Linked DNA regions of Mus musculus: all the other regions are linked to region 5. A link is a contact called in public ChIA-PET, Hi-C, HiChIP or PLAC-seq and Micro-C data. All regions are on one chromosome and are shown on one strand. The core of a region is the stretch at or near the end of the contact, and the rest is flanking DNA. Distances in the headings are between cores, read along the strand shown.

Region 1 (4,056 bases), core at 1,283-3,782, 310 kb after region 5:
CACACACACACACACACTCACTCCACTTTCTCAGGGCCAGGAGCCACAAGAAGGAAGCCAGAGCACAGAGAACTCATGTGAGTTCTCCAAGGCCACCCAGCTGAAAGTGTCAGGAAGCAGGAATTCAACCCAGTTCTCTTCAGAAAGCCCTGGTCCATGGGAATAGTCACGTGGGAATGATGTCAGGTACGGAGATAGCCAGAGAATGAGTCCTCAGTCCCACATCCTGAGTGACTCCTAAAAGCTAAGAGTCTATCTGGGTCTGCTTTGGGGAATTGAAGGTATTCCCGCGCCTCTCACTAAAGGAGCCAGATGGAGTTAAGACTTGAAAGTCACACATGACAGATATGAGGCAGCTGTCAGGAGCCATATTTTAGGAAGAAGTGGCTGAAGTAGAGATCAAAGAAGGCTATGGCACCTGCCCTCAACATGGGTCAAAGCCCCACTTATACCATGAGAATTTATACTCAGAATTTATGCTGTTTACTCTAAGATGCTTGTTAGACTTCTGTTCTCTGAGCCTCAATTTCCCCAAAGATAGATCGTTTAAGTGTTTGTTTGTTTTTAAAGAACAACTGTTGAGAAGTTGCCAGAGACATGTGCCTGCCAGTCACCCCAGCTGAAGGGTACGTGTCTATGCCTGCTTTCTGCCAAGTGGCCGTAAATGATTCACTGGTCCCAGTATTTGGGGAAACTTCTTTAATGTTACCTGCTAGCATGCTGGCTTTGCCATGTTCCAGCTACAGAACCAATTGAAGAGTTAATGAGCAGAAAAAAACGACAAGCTGTTGAGGTGGTTAGTCTCCTGGTTCCACATCCCTGCCTGGTTTTGCATTTTGCATATATAATTCCCTTAGGTACTCAAACATCAGTTAATATGGATTGGCTCCAAAGAACAAAATATCCAAATAGCTATGACTAAGGCCATGAGTTGCTGATTCATTTCATATTTGGTTCAATAAGAAGATAAACTCCCAGGAACCCAGATCTTTTCATCAGTCTCAGGGGCTTGTTCTTATACCAAAATGGCTGCTTCAGTTCCAGCCATCACATGAATCTCTCTCTCTCTCTCTCTCTCTCTCTCTCTCTCTCTCTCTCTCTACCTCTCTCTCTCTCTCTCTCCCTCCCTCCCCCTCCCCCTCTCCCTCTCCCTCTTCCTCTCCCCCTCGCCCCTCTCTCTCTCAAGAAATGAGGTCCCCAAACAGCCTCAATTCATGTGGATCCCCTAGATCTCTCAGTTACTGGACCACCAACCAGGCAGCATGCACCAGCTGATATGAAGCCCCCAACAAATATAAAGCAGAGGACTGCTGGGTCTGGATTTAATCAGAGAAGATGCAACTAACCCCTCAAGAGACTGGAGGCCCCAGGGAATTTAGAGGTCTGGTGGAGTGGGGGTAGGGGGTGGAGACATCCTCATGGAGATGGGGGGGGGCAGGAAGGAGGTATGGGATGTGTGGTAGTCAGAGGGTGGACCGAGAGGGGAATAAAATGATTTCAGTGGGTACAGCCACTGCAGCTCCAAACAGACAGCATCCCCCAAACAAGCAGCAACACTGAGCTACCAGGAAACACGAGAGGGGAGTGGTTTGTGCACAGAAGGAAAACTTCATACTTGGTAGGGGACAGGCAGCAGTGAGCAGGTGCCATGGAGTCTGGACGAAGAGAAGAACATAGGACAGGCACTGGCTGGCAGTACCTAGGAGATGACCTTCATTGTCCATAATGCCAGGCTGAGAACCACTCTGGTTTTTCTGAGATGCAGGAACAGGAGAGCAAGGGAACAGGGGAATCTGAGACAGGAGACTGAACAGCACCCTTGAGAAGATGCAGAGGCTATAGATCTGGGTCCTCAAAAGATTCCTCCCCATCCCCCAAACCCCCCAACTCCCACCCCCACACACCCCCACCCTGCCATCTCTTTGTTATGCAAACTTGAGATTTCTTTGACTAGGGTCTGGAAAGAACCAAGGCCAGGAGTTCTGTCCTTCCAAGAATAAAAAATATTCAAAGACACTGAAGACAGGCTAATGGACTGAGGATCCCTGGCAGAGCAGCCTGGCTGGGAGAGGAACTGAACCAGTGGGTATGGCCTTGAGGAGCAGGGCAGACCCTGCTGACAGATCGCACCTCCAGGCGTGTCAGTGATAAATTCTTGTCATTTCTGGCTGGAATAAGAACCTTTTTTGCTTGCCTCTGACTCAGAGGTGGGGAGACAGTGAAGAAAGGCTAGCACAGGGAAGAGCTAAGTGAGATGCAAGTCCTCCCACCCCACCCCCATCCCCAGAGCCCTCTCAAAGTCCTCACAATGCCTCTACCTTCCCTACCTCCAGCCCGCACCCTTCTGTTTCCTCCCTCCTGTCCGGAGAGCCTGAGCCCTCCTAGAGCGTGGAGGATGCTGGGTGAGAATTCATTCACCTTACCCTGTGGAGTCTGGGACTTTCCCTTTAAGAGCTGTCAGAGCGGGGAGGCTGGCCAAGCTGGGCTGGAGGTGGGGACAGAGGAAAGAAAAAGAGAGAGGGGGAGAGTAGCAGAAAAAGTTTTTTTAGAGGAAAATGCAGGGCTAGTCTGTTGGCCTGACGTCAGATGTCGCTTTGACAAACGCCCCCGGGGGCTGAGGAAGGCTCTCCGCTGCTCTGATGGGCCAGCCCAGTCCTGGCCCAGCTCCCTGGAGAGGCATCCGCATCCTCTGGGCTGAGCCGTAGCTCCTGTGACGCTGACTTCCAGGCATGAGGTGGCTCCTGCCCTGGACGCTGGCAGCCGTGGCAGTCCTGAGGGTGGGCAACATCCTGGCCACGGTGAGTCCTGCTTAGAAGGGATCAGTGAGGGGACCTGATCCCTTCCTGCCTGGTTCTGAGGCCCGAGGGACTGGGGGGTCAAGACAAGGTGGGTTGGAATAATGAACAGCGGGAGGAGAGAGATTCTTGAGTCTGAAGAAGGTGGTGGAGTGGGGCAGAAGGCGCATCCCTTGAGAGAGACACCCTGTTTCCTATATTCACAGACAATATACAACAAAATAAGGGCCTGGGGATCTGCACCCTGGACTGGCCCTGTGATCTTGGGTGGGTCACTCACGAATTCAAAGCAGCATAAAATGAGGGGTTGCTAAGAACATCCAGAGCCTACCAGTTTAAAAACTCCAGGACTCGGAGCATCTGAGGTCCCCCAAAGAGAGGTGCTAAGAAACCCCAGGACAAGATGTGAAGGAGCACGCCAGCTTTTAGCAAATCTCCACCAAGCAAGCAAGGTTTGGGTTTACCACCATGAGCACCTTGTGACCCTCCATGGTCTGTTCCTGTCCTGCCATTTCCAGAAGGCATCTGGGTCCTGGAGAGAGGGACATCAGTTTGCACCTTCCAGAGACAGGGAAGGAGACACGTGGCAAAGCAGGGAAGCCTGCTGGAGCAAAGCCGGGGGTGGCTGGGCAAGAGGGCAAGCTGCTAGGGGCAGTGAGTGATGTGGGCAGCTGAACAGAAGGGAGGCAGCTTCCAGCAGCAGGGTGAGCTGCTGGGCAGCTGCTGAGTCTGAGGTTGCCACATGAGGGCCAAAGACAAAGGCTGACACTGACACTGAGTTATACCAAGAACTTCTTTGGGGTGCTAACATGCGTATTCCAGGAGACTTGGAGTTACGGTACAGCAATCTGCCTGTGAGCACAGGAACTCAGTCCATTTCCACTGAAGCTCAGAACTAGACATGTCTGGGACTGGGTAACAGGCACCTTGAGGTGTTACGTGGAGACAATGAACATGTGCAATTTGTACCCAAGTCCTCTAGCCTGTGCACGATGCTTGTTCATGATAGCATCTAACCCTACGACAAGAAAGATTACCAGCTCTATTCACAAAGGATGACCAGAAGCAAATGAATGGCCCAGGGTCGGAATGAGCAAGTGGCCTGGGTCACACTGGCATCTCTTGTGGCACACTTTCAGCACTCAGCCGTCCCAACGTTCCCTAAGCCTAGAGTCCAGGAAGTTAAGCAAGCAGGCCTGCCTCTGCCTTGGGACTGGTTGTGACTGGGTACAAGCCTACAGGTGGCTGGGCCTGGGAGGGC
Region 2 (4,442 bases), core at 359-2,858, 480 kb before region 5:
TGACAGACATTCCCAGAACACTGCACACAGCAACAGCAGAAGACATGTTCTCTCAAGTATACATGGATTGTTTCCCAGGATGCCCATATGCTGGGCTAGAAGATGAGTTTCAGAAAATTGAAAAGGCTGCAATCATACACAATATGTTCTTCAGTAACAACATTATAAAATTAATAATCAATAATAGGCAGAAGTTAGGGAAACCCATAAATATATATAGGATCTGAACAATAAAATCCTAAATAATCAAGGGGTCAAAGGTGAAATAAAATTAGGGATGTGTTTAATAAAAAATATACAAAGTTCACTATTCAAAACTACAAAATGGTATTAAAATTATTTTAAATTAAATAAATGTCATAACATTTTATGCTTATAGACTAAAAGCCATAATATTTCAAGATGACAACACTTGAAATTACCTACAGATTTTAATACCATCTTTTTCAAACTCTAAGTTGCAAAAATTGATAACTAAGTTTCAGCCTGACTGGTATATTTCCTAAATACAAATCAGTGTCAAATATAATGAGAAGGTTACATAAATTTCATGATAATGTATTCCATATATTGTCTTTTTTGAACTGGGGTCTAGAAAGGATTTTTCATCTTTTCCCATAAGGAATGAGACTATTCATATACATAACCACTATTTGTTGAACATAACCTTTGTGACAAACATTATTCTATGATCTAGAAATTCAGATTTGAACTAAATAGAAAATGCCTCTTATTGGTAGGAATGTTACTGAGGGGATATTCACTTTTAAAAATAATACTTACATGGTAAGTGCAATAAGTATTAGGAGGTAAATGAAACAAATATTAAATGGGATGTGGGGGCATGCCATGCTTTGAAATAAGTTGCTGAGATAAACATCTGGGAATTGTTTCTAATAATGGGGGGAGAATCTTAAGCCATGGTATTTTCTTGATTCTTATGTGGACAGTTTCCCATGCAGACCACTCCCACCATTTATAGAACAGCTAAAAGGAAATATATTTGGAACCTCTGTAAGTTGTACATTCCTTTGTTCTTTGATCCATCTAACTTTCTATCTGCAACCAACCCGTCAGCCAGTCTGACACTCAGGTCCATCCAACCTTCCATCCACGCTTTGAAGTGTGAAATACATTGGGTTTTGGTACACTTACACAGGTGGATCACCATGATCAGCAAGCCCCATATCCAGTTATAATTCCCTGCATCTCTAACATACAAAAGATTCTATTAAGGAGGCATGCAAGCAACTCTGGATCTGAGTTGAATTGAAAACAAAAACAAATACAAAACCAAACCAAACCAAACCAAAACCACAAAACCAAACCACTGGTCAGTTCAGAAGACTTGCTTTTTCTCTATCTCCTCTGAAAATGAAATTCCCACGTCCTTGTTGCTATGCTTCCCAGCACGGCCACCTCCACAGATACTTGTTTCTTTGCCCCAACCAAAACTATCTGCTGTGCCAAGCAGGCCTCTCCTCTGCTAAACGAACCACCTATAAGAGAGACTCAGCCGTGGTTTCTCACTTTGCATGCACAGCCTAGGCCCTGCTGGGGTGTTTAAGTTCCCTGATGGGCTCACTTCCTCATCCCTGGTCTGCCGAAGGCTTCCTAAATGCCAGGAGATGTTTTGATGCTTGGGAGAGACAATGTGCAGTCTCCCCTCTGCTGCAGGAGATGGGTGGGCGTATGCGTGGGTGACAAGCACACTGGGGACCAAGCTAGTAGGAGCAGATGCAAGTTAGAGAGCAGGAAAGAACAGAAACAGAGCTACTTGAGAGCGGCTCTGACCTTGCTGCCCTATTGGTCAATCCTTTGCTTCCAGCCCACAGACACCAGATGCCCTCATCAACGCCTCACTTAGAAATTAGACAAATGCCATACTGCAACTATGACATAAAATAGAACGCTTTATGTCTTAAGAGGAATGAAGCAAAGCAAGATGCACACATTTAGACATGGACAGATTAGCATCATTAGCCACCAGCGGCCCTGCAGTGGTTCCAAGTTAACCTGCAAACAACTGATGAATAGACAAATGTGTTATTAAAAAGGGGATGGAATTTTATTTGGTGATGAAAATAAAATTCGGATAAACCCTGAAACCCAATAAGCGGAAGAAAGAAGCCAGACAAAGAAGAACAAATAGTACTGCTAGAACATAAAGGCTAGAGTTCTGATTCCCATCAATCAAACAAATGCTGAGCCTAAGGGCCGGCTCTCATAATCCCAGAACTCTGTAGGTGGAGACATGGGATCACCAGGCAAAGCTGGTTGGTTACACTAAGCTAAGTCTGTAAACTCTGGGTTCAGCAGGGATACTGTCTGAGCTTATCAAGAAGAAAGTGATAGAGGAAGACACTCCAAATGAACCTCTGGTCTCCATGTCCATAGGTACAGGCACATTCCTCACATATGCATGTATGCACACATCACACACACACACACACACACACACACACACACACACACACACAAAATATATACAAAATATATACAAATGTCCACAACAGGGAACAGTTAAGCCAGTTTGAGTTGGGGGACTCTACCATGACAGCTATGATTGTGAAATCTGAAAAGCATTGCATTATGCATGATATTGTATACACTTAAAAAAAAACATTCTTTGTGTGTGTGAGAAGAGGTGGGGGCCACATGCATCATAACATGTGTCCGCAGATCTGAAGACAACTTGCCTCACTTGGTTCTTTACTCCCACCACGTAGATTCGAAGAGTTGAATTCAGGAATTCCGGCCTGGCAACAGGCACCTCTGCCCACTGAGCATCCCTGAATCACACATTTCAAATGGGTCAATGGGATGAAATATGAATTATATGTCAATAAAGCTGTTATGGAAACAAATTTAAGAGGAGTGCCAACATCTCAAAAAATTCAAATTAATAAGATTTAATGTGATTATTTATTTGATAACTATCTAAGTGAGGGTTGCATTGCTGTGAAGAGACACCATGAGCAAGGCAACTTCTTATAAAGGCCAACATTTAATTGGGGCTGGCTTACAGGTTCAGAGGTTCAGTCCATTGTCATCATGGTGGGAAGCATGGCAGCCTGTAGACAGATATTGGGTTGGAAGAGCCCGGAGTTCTACGTCTTGATCCAAAGGTAGCCAGGAGGAGACTCTGATCCCATTAGCCAGACTGACCTCAAAAACCCACTCCACAGTGACACACTTCCTCTAATAAGGCCACACCTTCTCCAATAAGGCCACACCTTCTAATCGTACCACTTTCCATAAGCCAAACATACTGAAACCACTGCAATATTTAATGTATAATACTTCAACAGTTATAATGCAAACAATTTGCAACGAATAAAATATCAAAATGTTGTAAAAACAATAGGCTCTAACCATAAAGCCACACATTGTTATGCAATCAACCCTCATTCTAGCCTGGCACAGAAAATGCATTGTGCAATCAACTGAATGTCTGAAACAGTAGCTACTTCTCCAAAGGGGTTGGTTCACACACAAAGGGCACATCCCTGTGTATCCTCTGAAGTTCTCTGGGAATCTGGCTGTTTACTGTATCACTGTTTAGTTTATGCCATCTTGAACATTAGGAATAATTATTAACACAGTTGGTCTATTTGAAAAATAAGAATAGCTTCTTAAGGACTTCCACTAAGCAGTCCATACCTAGCATAGTCCCAAGTGCATAGGGGGTACTATTGTCATCAAGGAGTTCTAGAATAGGAGAGCTTGGTTCATGTCATCAGGATCTGGAAACATGGGGTGAGTGGCCCCTTACCCTTCTCATCTGAATGCAATAGTCCCTCTTCCGTTCTCCAGGAAATTTGTACTTGCTTGCCACAGCAAGGCCACTCACTGTCCACTCTCCTGCTTACAACCTCAAGAAGGCAGCTCTAAGCCTGTAGCTTTAATTTGTGGCAGTGGTTCACGTGTCTCTTGGGCCCCACTCAGAATGCTGGATTGCAAAGACAGGGAAAATCAGCATTGCCTTCTTTAGAGAAGGCAGCATTCTTAAGGCTTTTACTACCATCCCTGTTATATTCAGCTCTCTCTTTTAATCTCCAGACTGCATAGGACTCACAGCCAATTGCCATAGAGATAGGAACTTTTTCCACAGAGGACATCCAGACAGCGTCTGGGCCAAGAGGCTAAGTGTCTTAGCCCTGTGTCAGGAAGGCAGCAAATTTTAGCAATGAAAGATGTAAACTGTTCAGCATGTCATATGATAGCATGGCCCTGTGTCTGCTGCTCATATGGAATTTGGTTCATTTGGCCTCTTAATATAGCATCATATGAGTCAGGTTATCTTAAAATCTCCCTTTTTCTGCTTAGAACATGGGGGGAAATGACCCCCTCCCAAATTAGTTTTCAATAAGATTGAGAACCTTTTTCAGCTTTAGTAAAACTTTCATAGCCTTGGTTGTGTTCTGTCCCCAGGGAGACCT
Region 3 (4,057 bases), core at 656-3,155, 280 kb after region 5:
GCTAGAAATCAGCTCCAAGTCTCCCTCCTCCAGAAAGCAGGCACTTTGTGAGGCATGCAAGACATCTTTGTTACTTCCCATGGCTCTGGGAGTCTATAGAATTAGTCCCCTGCCTGCCACTTTCTCATTCTTTCCTCTGGTGACATTGTCCTCTACTAGCATTTCACAGCTCCAGTTTCTGTCCTTCAAGACTTGAGAAGCTCATCTCCCTTCCCAAGAACTCTGGAGAAAGTAATGAGACAGGATGTCTGGCATCCTGGAAGCTCAGAGATCCCTTCCTAGCCAGAGGCCTGCCTCTGAGTAGTGTTCTCATTGGGCTAGACCCTCCAAGCAACCATCAGAAACTTCATCTTCTAGCAGGACAACCAGATTCCGCCACGGCAGCTGTCCACAATTCACACCGTGTATGCAGTCCTATCATGCCATTCCACTTTCACCATGATTCCGTAGGAGAATAGACTGGGTTACCCCCTTGGGGAGGACCCTGATGCCTATGTGACAGGAAGATGACCTCTATTCTTGTCAACACAGCTTTGGCAAGAAAACCAGCTCCCTGCCTGTAGCATTGCAATTCACCCCAAGACCTCACCGTGAAGGCCAAGCAATGGGCCTGGGGTGCCCTGCAGTAGTCCTAAGGTGTCCCATGAAGCTCCCCAAGTAAGTGTTCCTCATGTTCTCTCTCCCCCAGCATTTGCTGTTTTGAACTGAGCCTGCTCAGTCAACATCAGCCCCTGCATCTGCTGCCTTCTTCCTGGAAGGCCTTGCACTCACTGGTTTCTTCCCTCACCATCTGCTCAGACTTGCAGCTTAGGTAGAATTACTAAAGGCCGAGGTCATGAACACAGACCACAGAACATCAGGAAACCGCTGAATGTATACTAACTAGATCATTCTGATTTCTTGGCCATCCTCTCCTGTTCCGGCCTCAGGGTCCCATTGGCTTGTGAAATCTCGAGAGAACTAATCTGTACTCTCTCTCCGTCCAAGTCCTGAATCTGGCCTTTCTTTTGTTTTCAGCCCATTAGGAAAAAGAAAATATGAAATTCTTCTAACTCATCAGATAACCCAGCTAGTGTATTCTCGTGACCTGAGTAGGGCAAGCCAGAGATGTTTGGAAGTTTGCTTTTCCAACCTCAAAGGCCCATTAAGATGTTTTTCTCAAGAAACAACTATATAATTTCCACCTAGTTCCACCAGGAAGTTTCAGAGGGTTTGAGATGATAGCAATTCCTCAGTGTGCTTCGGTAAATTCCTATGCTAGTTTCCTGGTCCTCTTCCACTGTGATGTTGATAATGTGGGAGGCCCACGTACATGGGGAGTTTCCATAGCATGTAACTACACACTGATAGAACAGTACAGAGGAGAGTGTGAGGGAGCCAATACACTGCTTTAAAAGAAATCAAGTATGGCTCTCTCTCTCTCTCTCTCTCTTTCTCTCTCTCTGTCTCTCTCTCTCTCTTTCTCTGTATGTGTGTGTTTGTGTGTGTGCATATGTGTGTGTGTTGATGTGAATGTGTGTCCATGAGTGCATGTGTGTGTTGTGATGTGTTTATGCATGTGTATGTGCATGTGATGGGTGTATGTGTTGGGGTGTTTGTGTGTATGCATGCTTGTATGTGTGTATGCATGTGCGTATGTGTGTGTGCACGTGTTTGTGGATGTAGTCCTTGTGCTGGTGGGGATATGTGTGCATGTGGGCGCTTACATGTGCTGGGGTTGAGGTGGTATGTGGAGTGTTTATGCAGGCCAGAGCTAGAGGTCCTGTGGAGTGTGGGAGAGAGAGAAATTTGTGTATGATTTAAGATTTCTCAGCCTGTCTCTTGCCAAGTGGTTTCCTCTGAAGCTCAGACTCAGCCCATATGGCCTGGGGTGGAAAATACCACTGCAGGCAGCCAGTCCCTGACTCATTCCGAAAGCCTGCAGGCTGCTGCTTACTACTGTGTGTCCCACACTCAAATGTGATCGGCCCTGCCTCCAGACTGTTCCTTTGAGGATCCATATTCCTCTTGGAAAGCTTGGAAAGGAATGTGGAGACCCCGGAGTACACGTCTCACCTTGACTCCCTCTCTCCTGCCTGGTCTCTTCTATGGACCTACTCTGTAGTCAAAAATCTTACAACTACAAACTCCTTAACTAGTCCTAGGGGCCTATAGAATGTATCTTCAACGTCCCACAAGTCCTTTGGATCTCTCTGCTCTCTTTCTTCTATATCTCCCCTGCTTCCCATTCTACTTGCATAGCCTTGGGTGACACATCACTTTAAAGCCCTATAGAAATGACAGTATCACCTCTGGAGGCAAACGAAAATGAATGAATGAATGAATGAATGAATGAATCTTTGTGGAAGTGGGTATTGGTACTAGAAATGAACCCGTGGCCTGATGCCCAAGATTCTATCAATGAAACTGAAAGGATGTTCAATTCCCGGTAAAATTTGGAGATGCAGTGTACACTTTCACGAGGAGAGTTGTTCCTTCGTGGGCCTCAGCATGTAAGCTGTTCATTCCCTTCCTCAACTGATAGCAGTGCGGGAGAGCCCCCTCCAGGGGAGTTTCCCCACTGTTTCCATGCTGTGGGAGTATTTCCTGTGACACGGCACAGTGTGAATGAGTGGGGAAAGGAGCGGGCACACTTTCTCTGCTTCCAGGCTAAGGGTCTACATGAGTTGTTAACCCATGTGAGTACTTCAGGGTTGTAAAATATTTTTATTTTATAAAGGAACCATTCAATGCCTATACCTGAAGCGCTTCTACATCTGATCTTCCACCCATGGGGGAGGGTGGGCATGGAAGCAGATTCCCAAGGCTTGGACGCATTCATCCAATGTGATTCTCCATTTGCAGGTGGGTAGGTTGACTGTCTCACTGATAATCAACCTGTCTGTCTCCTTGTCTTCCATCTCACTGCATCTTATGGAGACTATAAAATGACTCCCTACACATAGGTTTGGCCTAGTGTTGGTGACCCTTGACATGCTGAGTATGTATCTTATCTTCAAGATTGTGTCCAGGGATCTGGGGCTTGCATTCACAGGGCACAGGTTCTGTGAGAGTTAGAATTATGGGCACTGATATCCTACTGAAATGGGGGCCAGCCACTGCCACATTTATAGCTGGCAGGAAAAGTGATGGGCTAGCACCTCCCGACTGGATGCTGCTTCTCCTTGTAGTTGCTGCTCTCCATGAGGGGAATCCTCCCACCTCCTCCCGCACACCCACATAGACACTATACACACTCACCATTGAATTCCCAATCCACTGCCCTGAGAAGCCCACAGCAAGAGGTTTCCTCCCTTTATGACAGTTTCTTCTAAGCAGAGTAAATGGCCATTTCTACCTATCACCCCCTCTTCTAGAATTTACCAGACTGTGAGCATATGCAAAGATAAACCTACTGCTGTTTTCTGTCACTGTGAGTGTCCCCTCTCATCTATCTGTTCTTCCTAGACCCTGGTCTCCCACCCACATTTGTCCCTGCGACAGCAAGAAACAAGTTTCCTGCTGGTTCTAGCAGTGCGTTGTGGAAGACTTAGGACAATTGATGATGCTCACCTCCCACACAGCCCTGCAAAACACCACTGCAGGATAAAGTTGGGCCCTGTGTGACAGGGGTGACCTCCTTTTCAGCTGCTGCTCATAAGTCCCAGAAGAAATTTCAGATGCATCATTAACACACTGGATCATGAATTATGCAGTCAGCCAATGAGCAGAGATTGAATGTGAAGTCTGTCTTACACTCCCTTTCCATCTTACCAGGTAATGGCTTGCATACATTTGGTGACAGCTGGAGTCACCACAGGTACATATCGAGCCTCTGAAGCAGAATCTCCCCGTCTTGTGTTCTAAGGTCACAGGATACAAATAGGACCTTAGTTTCTTTTCCTCTTGCTGGAGTAAAATATGCAAAGGAATGTGTTCAAAGCGGAGCTAGTTTATTCTGGCTCACAGATCAAGGTCCACAAGGTTAGGGAAGTCGAGGCACCAGAAGCTTGAAGCATCATGTCACGTTGTCAAATGCGGGGTGAACACACACTGCTCCTCACCATTTACACTGTCC
Region 4 (4,357 bases), core at 1,343-3,842, 460 kb after region 5:
TGTGGATGGCTTGATCTTAGCTCAATGAGATTGATTTTCAGACTTCTGGCTTCCAGGACATGAGAGAGAGAAGTTCTAGTGTGGACAGACTGCTTCTAGGTTGCTGTAATGGTGCATATGTACTGGAACCTAACATGATAATAATCAACATTCTTGGGGAGGTGCTCCCTCCAAAGAAACTTTTACAATGCTTGATGGAAATTCAGATTCTGGGGTCCAAGCCAACACCCCCCCACCCCCCCACACACACAGTTAGAGTCACCAGCAGAGGTCCTAGGTAGCTACATGTGATGTGATCTCTAACTTTGGCTGTAGCATCAAGGTACTCCCCTTTGGGCCTAACTCACAGCAATGGGGAGGCTGGAGGAGAATGAAAAGGAAACTGTCCAATGAAGATGGTTGCTGAGGCCTAATGTCCAGGCATAGGCAACTTCTCTCGCTAAAACAGCATGCCTACATGTAAATCCTCAGACCACCCTGCTCTCTCTCATAGGACAAGGAGGACGGCCTGCACATTTGCCTGAATGGATCATCTTTTATGAGTGTGTGCCCACATAAGCATGTGGGGACAATAGCTGGCTCCCTTGGTACCCAAGTACTCATATGGCACAGGGCCATTACACAGAGCAGATGCCACTGCAGAGCTTGCTTACATGCATATGGATAATAATGCAAAGAGGACAGATTTCCCTATACAATGCTGCAGTCACTGGATGCTCCAGCAGGACAGACTTATGGAGCATCAGTTATGAGCCAGGCTCTAGCTCGGGTACTCAAAGCAGCAATGAAGTAGAATAAATCTTCATCCTTGTGGAGTCCGCCACATTTTAAGTTGCAACCAGGCTATGTGGTGAGTGAACAAGGAAGTAACGTGCTTGCTCACTGGACACCAGCATGACGGAGAACGAAGAGAGCAAGGGAGGAGACTGTGTGCGTCACATTAAAGGGATGCTTCGGGTACTTCCCACCACCCCCAGTGCAACTGTTCAGAGCAGCATTGGTTTGTTACGTTACAACCTCATAGGCCCAGGGTGAGCTCGGCTGGGTGGGCGTTCCTGCTCTCTGTGAACTTGCTGGGGTTGGACTGTACCAGACTTTTCATAGGGTGGTTGCCACAGATGGGAAGGAAGCTCCCAAAGGCAGGTATGGACCCTGCTCAGTCTTATTATGCATCCTTCTTTCCTGGTAAAAGGAGTCTGGAGGCAGCTCTGATGTGAGGGGCAATGGATTCGTTCCATTTTCTGTTGCTGTCATAAGACGTTATGAGCAAAAGCAATGTAAAAAGAGAGCTTATTTTGGCTTCCAGTTCTAGAGGGAGATGTGTTCATGAGGGTGGAGAGGACTCCGAGCAACAAGAGGCAGAGGTGGCAGCAGCAACTCTAGGCTGAGAGTTCACATCTTCAGTTCCAAATAGGAAACTGAGAGAATAAACTGGGAATGATATAAGGCTTTTCATCTCAAAGCCCACTTCCAGGTGCATGCTATCTCCAGACTGTACCACCTAAACACCCCCCCAAAGAGCACCCCTAACTGGGGACTAAGTGTTCAAATGTCTGAAGCTATATTGGCTGCATTTCTCATTTAAACAGCCATAAAGAGGAAAAGGCACTTTCTTCCAGCTGTGAGAATCACATGGGTGCAACATCCTAAAGCATCCTTGGAGGTTTTAGACCACAAGAGCAGTGGGATTTAACTGGCAAACTCCCAGAAAGAAGTGCTGAAGGGGTCTGGGTGTGGGGTAGAAGCACATCAGATAAACAAGGTGTGAATGGTTTGTAATATTCTTGGACCAGGGAGTGGCACCTTCTGGAGGTGTGGCCTTGATGGAATAGGTGTGACCTGGTTGGAATAGGTGTGTCACTGTGGGTGTGGGCTTAAGACTCTCACCCCAGTTGCCTGGAAGTCAGTCTTCCACTAGCAGCCTTTGTATGAAGACATAGAACTCTCAGCGCTGCCTGCACCATGCCTGCCTGGATACTGCCATGCTTCCACCTTGATGATAATGGACTGAACCTCTGGACTTGTAAGCCAGCCCCAATTAAATGTTGTTTTTTATAAGACTTGCCTTGGTCATGGTGTCTGTTCACCACAGTAAAACCCTAACTAAGACACAAGGAAAGGGAACAGCAGGCACAAAGGTTGTGAATTAGAAAGTACTCAGCCTGTTGGAGGAATGCAAGAAGACATCGTGGCTAGAGTAAAGTTCATGAGTTCAGGTTTGAGGAGATGAGGTTACAAATGATGTGTGTGTTGATAATAGCATCTGTGAGTTCATGGCACGGGTACACACAGGCCTCTGGGGACCACTAAAAGGACTAGCATTTAGCCCCAAGAAGATGCAATGGCTATCAGTTGCCTGGATCTGTCAAGGGGATTGGATCCCTGGCACGTGGGCTTCTCCACACTAAAGCCAGGAAATATGCTAGGTGAGAATGGAGCAAAGTGGGTACTGTGGCAGGCTCCCAGTGTGGAGTGAGTGATGCATTTTAGCCCTGTGAGATAGCCAGAGCTAGCAGGACATAGCCCTGTAGAGCCTGTGTGGTGTTTGTCTCAATGCTGAGCAGCTCAGAAGCCTCCCAAGGTTAATTATCACAGGAGAGGGCATAAATGCGGTAGAAGCATATTTTGAATTCTAGAAGGTAAGCCTCCCCTGCTGTCACATGCTCTATTATGTCCCTAAGGTGTCATTCTGTCCCCAGGGTTTGAAACAGAAACAAAGGGTTGAGAGCAAGGGGCTGAGTCACTGAACTAGAATTCAATCTTGAATTCCCTTGGCCAGAATTCTGGTTTTATTTCTGCTCAGCTGCAGCTGGGACTTTAAGTTCAGGACCTGGAATGGCTGCACAGGAACAGTCGGGACATCCAGACCCTACCAGGCTCTTAGCACTATTGATTTCCTTATCTTCCCAAGTGATGATGGCTGTTTGAGAAGGTCTCACCAGCCTAGAAAAAGATGCTGCCATTCCAGGGTATTGGTACAGCATAGATCTGTTTTCTGTGCCTGCAATCTAGCTGGTCAGTCATTTCCAAAATGTCTATCTGAAGGCTGGACCTTAGGAGAGATCAGGGCCTAGCCCTGAAGTAGGGAAGGAGATGCACATCACAGACATTACATGGCACTCGCATCTAATCTCCCACAGAACAGGGTGAATGGTGATGAATGTAGGCTCAAAGCAGGCCCTGTCCTTGCCTGAGGGAGGAGGACAATGATGAGGAAGACCTTCCTGGGGACAGGAAAAGACAGCTGGATGAGGATATAAAACACATTCTGGTAGGCAGAAAGAGCTAGGAGAGAGAAAAGAGGTGGAGGTGGAGGAGGCAACACAGGGAAACTAGTGTCCTTCCAATTGCAGGAAGCTTCTGGAAATTTCTTTGAGTGACACACCCAACCTGGAGGTCTCAGGAAGGGCCTGTCCTTTGCTCCATTCCTCCATGTTTAGCACTCACTGCACCTGGCCCATCCCACACAGACTCAACCCCAAACACAGCAAGGGTGCTTCCTCTTCAGCTCTTAAGCTCTTTTGCACACTCAAGTTGGCTCCTGACTTTCTCACCTTGACCCAGGAAGCTCAGCTGCAGTGGTTCTCAGCTGCATGCTAGGACCCTTTAACCCGATTCCAGCAGGGCAGTTGCTGATGCTGGGTGACCTGCACGATATTCCTCAAATAGGAACTGGAACCCTGAGAAGGACACATACACAAGCCCAAAGTCAGGGTTCCTAGTAGTGTCCCTCGTCTCTTGAAGTGTCAAAGAGGCCATCAGCCCTTAGATGCTTTCTCAACACCCCGCATCAACGAAGGCCAAGGCTGACTTTTCAACAGATCGCCTCCTTCTGTCTCTTTAGCCAGGGGTCCTGAGTTCATTTCTGTGCTCTCCTTTCCCCATCTCTGATGAGGTGCACAGATAAAGCATGTGGTATGCTCTGGATGGTTTTGAGTGGTTCTTGCCATTATTCTTTAGGACACGTAGAAATGCAAAGTCTCTGGGCAGTTCTGAGTTCCCTCTGGTGTCTTGTCTCATGGCCCTGAAGCCTTGGAGATTAGGAGCTACTTCACCTGCAAGGAGACAGTGGAGCCCATTAGAAAGCTGACATCTCTACATCAGAGGGCTCACAGCACAATAACTTTTCGTACGCAAGTGACACAGAGCACCTTGCTAACTTGTTCTGGCCTCAGCTAGACCTCTTTGCCAGTGGCTCTCAACCTACCTAATGTTTGCTACCCTTTAGTACAATGCCTCATGCTGTGGTGATCCCCAACCATAAAATTATTTCCATTGATACTTCATAATTGTAATTTCGATAGTGTTGTGAATCGTAATGTAAATATCTAATATGCAAGTATCTGATATGCAACCC
Region 5 (4,419 bases), core at 1,562-4,061:
GGAGCATGGAGAAAGACTTCAATACCAAGCTGTAGCCTAAGTTTCCTGCAGAAAGCTTCCCTCCATTCCCAGACAACTGCAACCAAGCTAAGGACTTTTGCTGATGAGCTGAGGCAGAGTTCTCATCTTCTCTGACCCTGGGCTTTTTGCCATCCTCAGCCCCTGTGGCTTTCAGCTCCACTTCCAACTCTTCACGGCCCAGGGGTGCCTAGATACCCAAGGGTTTGGGAGCCCCTGACCTGACTTCATAGTTCTTGACTCCTTGGTGAGGTAACTCAGTGGTGACTGGGTATCCAGAAGCTTGGGAACCTCAGCTTCAGCATCCCACATCTTAGACTGTGTTTACCCAGCCCCTGGGAAGACTTGGGGCTTCCCTAAAGCCCAGCACCCAATGGCAGCAGTGCAGGGTAAACACTGTCAATTTTTGCTTCTCCAGCGGGTCCTCTGCACCCCAGCAGCAGGGTGGAATGCAGGCCCTCAGAGACTCAGTTTTCATCACAAACAATTTTAAACTTTTTCATTCTTATGAGTATCTAGATGGACATTCAAAGTTCATACATGGGTTGGTGTAATTCTACAAGATAAAGAGCTGCTTATGTACTCCAAGCTGTTTAGCAGACCCGGTAACTCCTCATTAAATAGAAATTTCCCATTGCAATTTAGTGACAACCAAATGTGGCACTCCCATTTTTAACATGTGTTCCAAGGGAGGGTATTAACTCCACAGGACCACAAGTCACTCAAGCCACTCAAGCCACTAATGCACCTAAGACCTCATTCCCATTTATAAAACATTCATTTTTGATTTGACTATTTTACACACTTGTAACATAAATTTTAGTCATTTTCACACCTGCTTCCCCTTCTCACCCCCTCCTTCACTGGAACTCCTCTTCTAAACAAGTCTCAGCTTTACTTTCATGTCTCCATTTTGAGTGTTGCTCAATGAGTTTGCTAAGGGTTGCTTGCCTGAGTGTACATGGTGGTCCCTCTCACTTTTATTCTATGGTGTGCCTTTGAGGGACTCTGTTTATTTCTACTTGAAACAGAGAATGATCATGCTGGTTGACACTCAACATAGTAAAGAGTATATACATACATTCAGAAAAAGTATATATGTATATATACATATATATATTCAAGCACACATTTTTAAATGAATGCACACATATATATGTAATACACACACACATCTCTTTCTTTATCTATCTATCTATCTATCTATCTATCTTTCGTCAGAAACCTGACTTAGTGGTACTGTCACTGATGTGATTTGTAAACTTTGTTCCATATTCTGCACATTGCTAGCATCTTTAAATACAAATTTTAAAACAATATAGTTTAAATAGCATTTAAAGTGAGACCTATAGCCTCAAGGGGGACTAAATTCATTAGATTCTAATATTTTCATCCCATCTAATGAAGGGTTGACACTTCTTCATTAAATTTAGATTAGACTCTGAAACAAATGATCCTGATTTATAAATATATGTTTTTTATTTGACAACATTATACATTTTATTGTTTAAATCAAGTGTTGTTTTAAATTGCATGTTTGTTTTAGGTGATCCATAATTCCTACAGTCATCCTAGTGTATCAAGGACTTCTACTGCTAAAACAGTAATTATTGCAAACATTGTAAATCACAGTACTGGGGGACAAAAATATTTTAGAACTGTCTTCTTGCATTGGCATTTTCTTGTGTGTGTGATCTTACTTGTATTCTAATTTTACAGCAAATTAAATAACCGTACATAATATTTTAAAAGTGGAAAGTATAATTCTGCCTGTGACAGAAAAAAGATTCTAGAAATAATAGAAATATTAATTGTATTGGACCAATGAGAACCACAGAGGATTAAAAAGAAGAACATAAAGACAAATATCATCTCAGAACTGTCTTATTCGCATTGTTTGTAGCATCACTAAGCTCAGTATAACTCTGCAACTATTAGATATATATTTCTTGAATGAATGTCTTTTGAATAAAAGGATGATTATGAAGATTTTCTCAATTTACCAAATCTCTTGAAAGTCAGAGAAAACATTTCTATTTTCACTGTACACGATGAAGCAAGATAAATATAAGTGTCATTTGTATGCAGTGATGCACTTTTAAAACGTGGGAGGCAGAGTGATGGAGTGGGGAAAAAAATAGATGTTTTCTCTCAGTAGCACTTTGAATGATAACTTGTAGATCTTCTCAAAGTTGGGATAGGGATTCTCCTGCTTAATATAGACTTTGGTACATGGTAGGTGTTCAACAGAGGTAGTCCTATACTATTAATTGTGAAGACTTGTTCTATTAGTACCCTAAACTTCTTAGGAATTTTTAAAGATTCTTAAGAATCTTTTATTTGTTTTATAAAGATTTCTGAATTTGGAAAGTAGTATAAGTGTGCAGTTTTGATTGTCATGTGATATATTTATAGCAGAGTGTCGTGACAAAGTATCCATTCAAAAGAGACAATTCTGATTTTGTAATACAGATCATTGTGTCTGTCCTTAACGTGGGATAGAACAGACACGGTGAAAAGTGTGTGGTGCATTGACAAGTTTGCCCAATGTGTCAAGTAGTGGGATTTGTTAGAAACCAGCAACAATCACAAAAGGCCACCATCCTCTTGACCCCACCAAGGGGAATCTAGAGCCCAGGTCTTTTCTATGTGTAAGTAGCCCAGCCTGGCCGAAGCCCCACCCCCAGAATAGTCCTCCAATCGGCTGCGCCGCGCCAGCCCGGCCCTCGCGTACCACGTGACTCAACCCAGCCCGCTTCCGGCGCGTCGCGGGCGGCTGACGTCCCCGGCCGGCGTCGCGTCAGGGCTGGCCGGCGGCGGTGGTGGCTGCGGAGGCGGCAGCGGCGGCAGCGACGGCGGCTGCGATGGTAGCGGAGCCGGAGTGGGCTTGAGGGCTTCCTCCCGCGTTTCCTCGGGCCGACGCGGCGCCGCGGGCCCGGCTCACTCGGCTCCCGCTCCCTCCCTTGCTGCTGCCCGGGCAGACTCGAACGAGGCCCGCGCTGGCCTCCCTGACGCGCCCCGGCTCGGCCCCGGACGGCCCGGCTGCTGTGCGGAGACGAGGCCGAGTCGGTAAGAGGCGGCGGAGGGGCCTGGAAGCTGCCGGGTCCCCGGGCTGCGCTCGCGCCCGCGTTGCTCTCGGCCGGCGTCCCGCTCCCTGCCATCCGCTGACCCTATTGTCTGCGCGCCGCCGCGCTACCCCCGCCTTCCTTCCCTTGCCGGGCCGGCGGCTGTCAACCTGCAGCTCCCGGGCTCCGGGCCAGCCGCGCCGCGGCCTTTCCTGGCTCCCCTTGACACCCCTGCGAGCCCGCCTCGTCCCCTCTGCTTAGCTTCGCGGTCTTTCCCTCACCGCTCTCTAGCTCTGTGTGTCTGTCTCTTTCCTCTCACTGTCATCTCTGCAAACTTCCACCATCCTTACAACGAACTCTTTTTTACCGCTTTCTGGTCTTTTTTCATTTCTCTTTTTGTTTCCTTCTCCCCTTTCTCGCTCCCTGTTCCACAGTTTCACTTTAAGGGTCTGTCCAATAGATTGTCTTTCGTAAAAGTTCCTAATTCTGCCGCCTCCCTCATTCTCCTGTCTCCTCACAAGAGAATGGAAATCGTCCCTGCCTTTTGAGGTCCTCATTCCTGAGAGTCACGGGGGATTAGATTTACAGGCTGGAAGTTTGATCTTAGGAAATGTTAGCATAACTGGCAAACTGCCTCTTCGGATTCTATTTCTGTACATTGAAGTAACAGCCTTGTATGTTGCACACTTACAAGATTTCTATTTAAAATATTTATGTTTGTTCCCATTACACCTAGTGTGTCCTGGCTATGAATCTTAACCTCACTGATGCCATGTCAGGATATTCTATATCCCCTTAGGCACGACCTTGTAAACTTGATCCCCCATATTTTTGTAACAAGCGTTGATGCTATTTCTTTTCTTCCCTTTTCAGATTAAAAAAAAAAAAAAAAAACAGGAAGGGACATTTGGAATTCTGTTTGCTCTTAAGTTTTACCTGTTTTAAACAGTGGCTAAAACATTATAAGATTTTTCGTTTGTGTGGGGATTTTTCATTTGTGTGGTGTTTATTTTTTTTTTTTTTAAGCTAGAAAGATCCTAGTGAGTAGTAATGTAAGAACATGTTCTAAGCATCTCCCTCCAACAAGAGCAGCGTTAGATTCCTGGTCCCCAACCCGTTGTATTTTGATAAGACCGTGCTTGCCAGTTATTATTTTCATTCCACTATTGATACCTTGAGAATATATGCATTCTCTTCAAATACTCGGTAGTCAAAAAGGCTGCACGTGTGCTAGGCAAGCCAGTGTGGCCAAAAGATCATTAAATACTTAATGTAAATGGGCTATAGTGAAGTATAGTGAAGTAACGACTCCTGCAGGTTTTTTTTTTTTTTTTTT

What was found. Hi-C and Micro-C count contacts between places; a contact is called where the count stands out from the background. ChIA-PET counts read pairs in DNA pulled down with a chosen protein or histone mark. HiChIP or PLAC-seq counts read pairs in DNA pulled down with a chosen protein or histone mark.
Region 1: a contact with region 5 is called in a Micro-C map of the HL-1 cell line, with 3 times the contacts expected there. The contact joins the promoter of Ccn4 here to the promoter of Phf20l1 in region 5. A contact is called at or near these places in 2 of 484 Hi-C or Micro-C datasets (the HL-1 cell line and muscle stem cells), 4 of 115 datasets of contacts at active chromatin or transcription factors (double positive thymocytes, effector CD8 T cells, large pre-B cells and 1 more) and 2 of 9 other capture datasets (adipose tissue and liver).
Region 2: a contact with region 5 is called in a Hi-C map of cortical neurons, with 2.6 times the contacts expected there. The contact joins the enhancer-like site here to the promoter of Phf20l1 in region 5. A contact is called at or near these places in 2 of 39 promoter capture datasets (frontonasal cranial neural crest and hippocampal neurons), 6 of 484 Hi-C or Micro-C datasets (cerebral cortex, cortical neurons, forebrain and 2 more), 3 of 115 datasets of contacts at active chromatin or transcription factors (embryonic stem cells, forebrain and microglia) and 2 of 9 other capture datasets (adipose tissue and macrophages).
Region 3: an RNA polymerase II ChIA-PET map of memory CD8 T cells shows a contact between it and region 5, with 18 read pairs. The contact joins the enhancer-like site here to the promoter of Phf20l1 in region 5. A contact is called at or near these places in 2 of 39 promoter capture datasets (neutrophils and pre-B cells), 1 of 484 Hi-C or Micro-C datasets (CD4 T cells), 3 of 115 datasets of contacts at active chromatin or transcription factors (double positive thymocytes, epiblast stem cells and memory CD8 T cells) and 1 of 9 other capture datasets (liver).
Region 4: a contact with region 5 is called in an H3K27ac HiChIP or PLAC-seq map of trophoblast stem cells, with 9 read pairs. The contact joins the enhancer-like site here to the promoter of Phf20l1 in region 5. A contact is called at or near these places in 1 of 39 promoter capture datasets (neutrophils), 2 of 484 Hi-C or Micro-C datasets (CD4 T cells and centroblasts), 3 of 115 datasets of contacts at active chromatin or transcription factors (memory CD8 T cells, pancreatic cancer cells and trophoblast stem cells) and 1 of 9 other capture datasets (liver).

The regions. Positions count from the first base shown.
Region 1 is chr15:66,888,837-66,892,892 of GRCm38.p6, forward strand. Ccn4 (cellular communication network factor 4) reads left to right here and starts at 2,533. Exons shown (of 5, transcript NM_018865.3): 1 at 2,533-2,798. The coding sequence starts at 2,730. Gm46514 (a long non-coding RNA gene) reads right to left here and starts at 2,495. Exons shown (of 3, transcript XR_001781648.2): 1 at 2,424-2,495.
Region 2 is chr15:66,100,108-66,104,549 of GRCm38.p6, forward strand. All of the region lies in intron 1 of Kcnq3 (potassium voltage-gated channel, subfamily Q, member 3), which reads right to left. Among named protein-coding and RNA genes, the nearest start is that of Hhla1, 130 kb to the left of the region's middle. Within about 2 kb of position 1,609, at least 32 of the 459 cell types and tissues checked have an H3K27ac peak or open chromatin away from gene starts, as enhancers often do. A contact at or near this core is called in cerebral cortex, cortical neurons, granulocyte-monocyte progenitors and 1 more, where this site is marked.
Region 3 is chr15:66,860,131-66,864,187 of GRCm38.p6, forward strand. No RefSeq gene overlaps it. Among named protein-coding and RNA genes, the nearest start is that of Gm46514, 29 kb to the right of the region's middle. Within about 2 kb of position 1,906, at least 100 of the 459 cell types and tissues checked have an H3K27ac peak or open chromatin away from gene starts, as enhancers often do. A contact at or near this core is called in memory CD8 T cells, where this site is marked.
Region 4 is chr15:67,031,414-67,035,770 of GRCm38.p6, forward strand. Gm31286 (a long non-coding RNA gene) reads left to right here. Exons shown (of 4, transcript XR_384159.2): 4 at 494-1,844. Among named protein-coding and RNA genes, the nearest start is that of Gm31342, 6.0 kb to the right of the region's middle. Within about 2 kb of position 2,593, at least 15 of the 459 cell types and tissues checked have an H3K27ac peak or open chromatin away from gene starts, as enhancers often do. A contact at or near this core is called in trophoblast stem cells, where this site is marked.
Region 5 is chr15:66,574,761-66,579,179 of GRCm38.p6, forward strand. It overlaps Phf20l1 (PHD finger protein 20-like 1), which reads left to right and starts at 2,812. Exons shown (of 21, transcript NM_001081409.1): 1 at 2,812-3,087.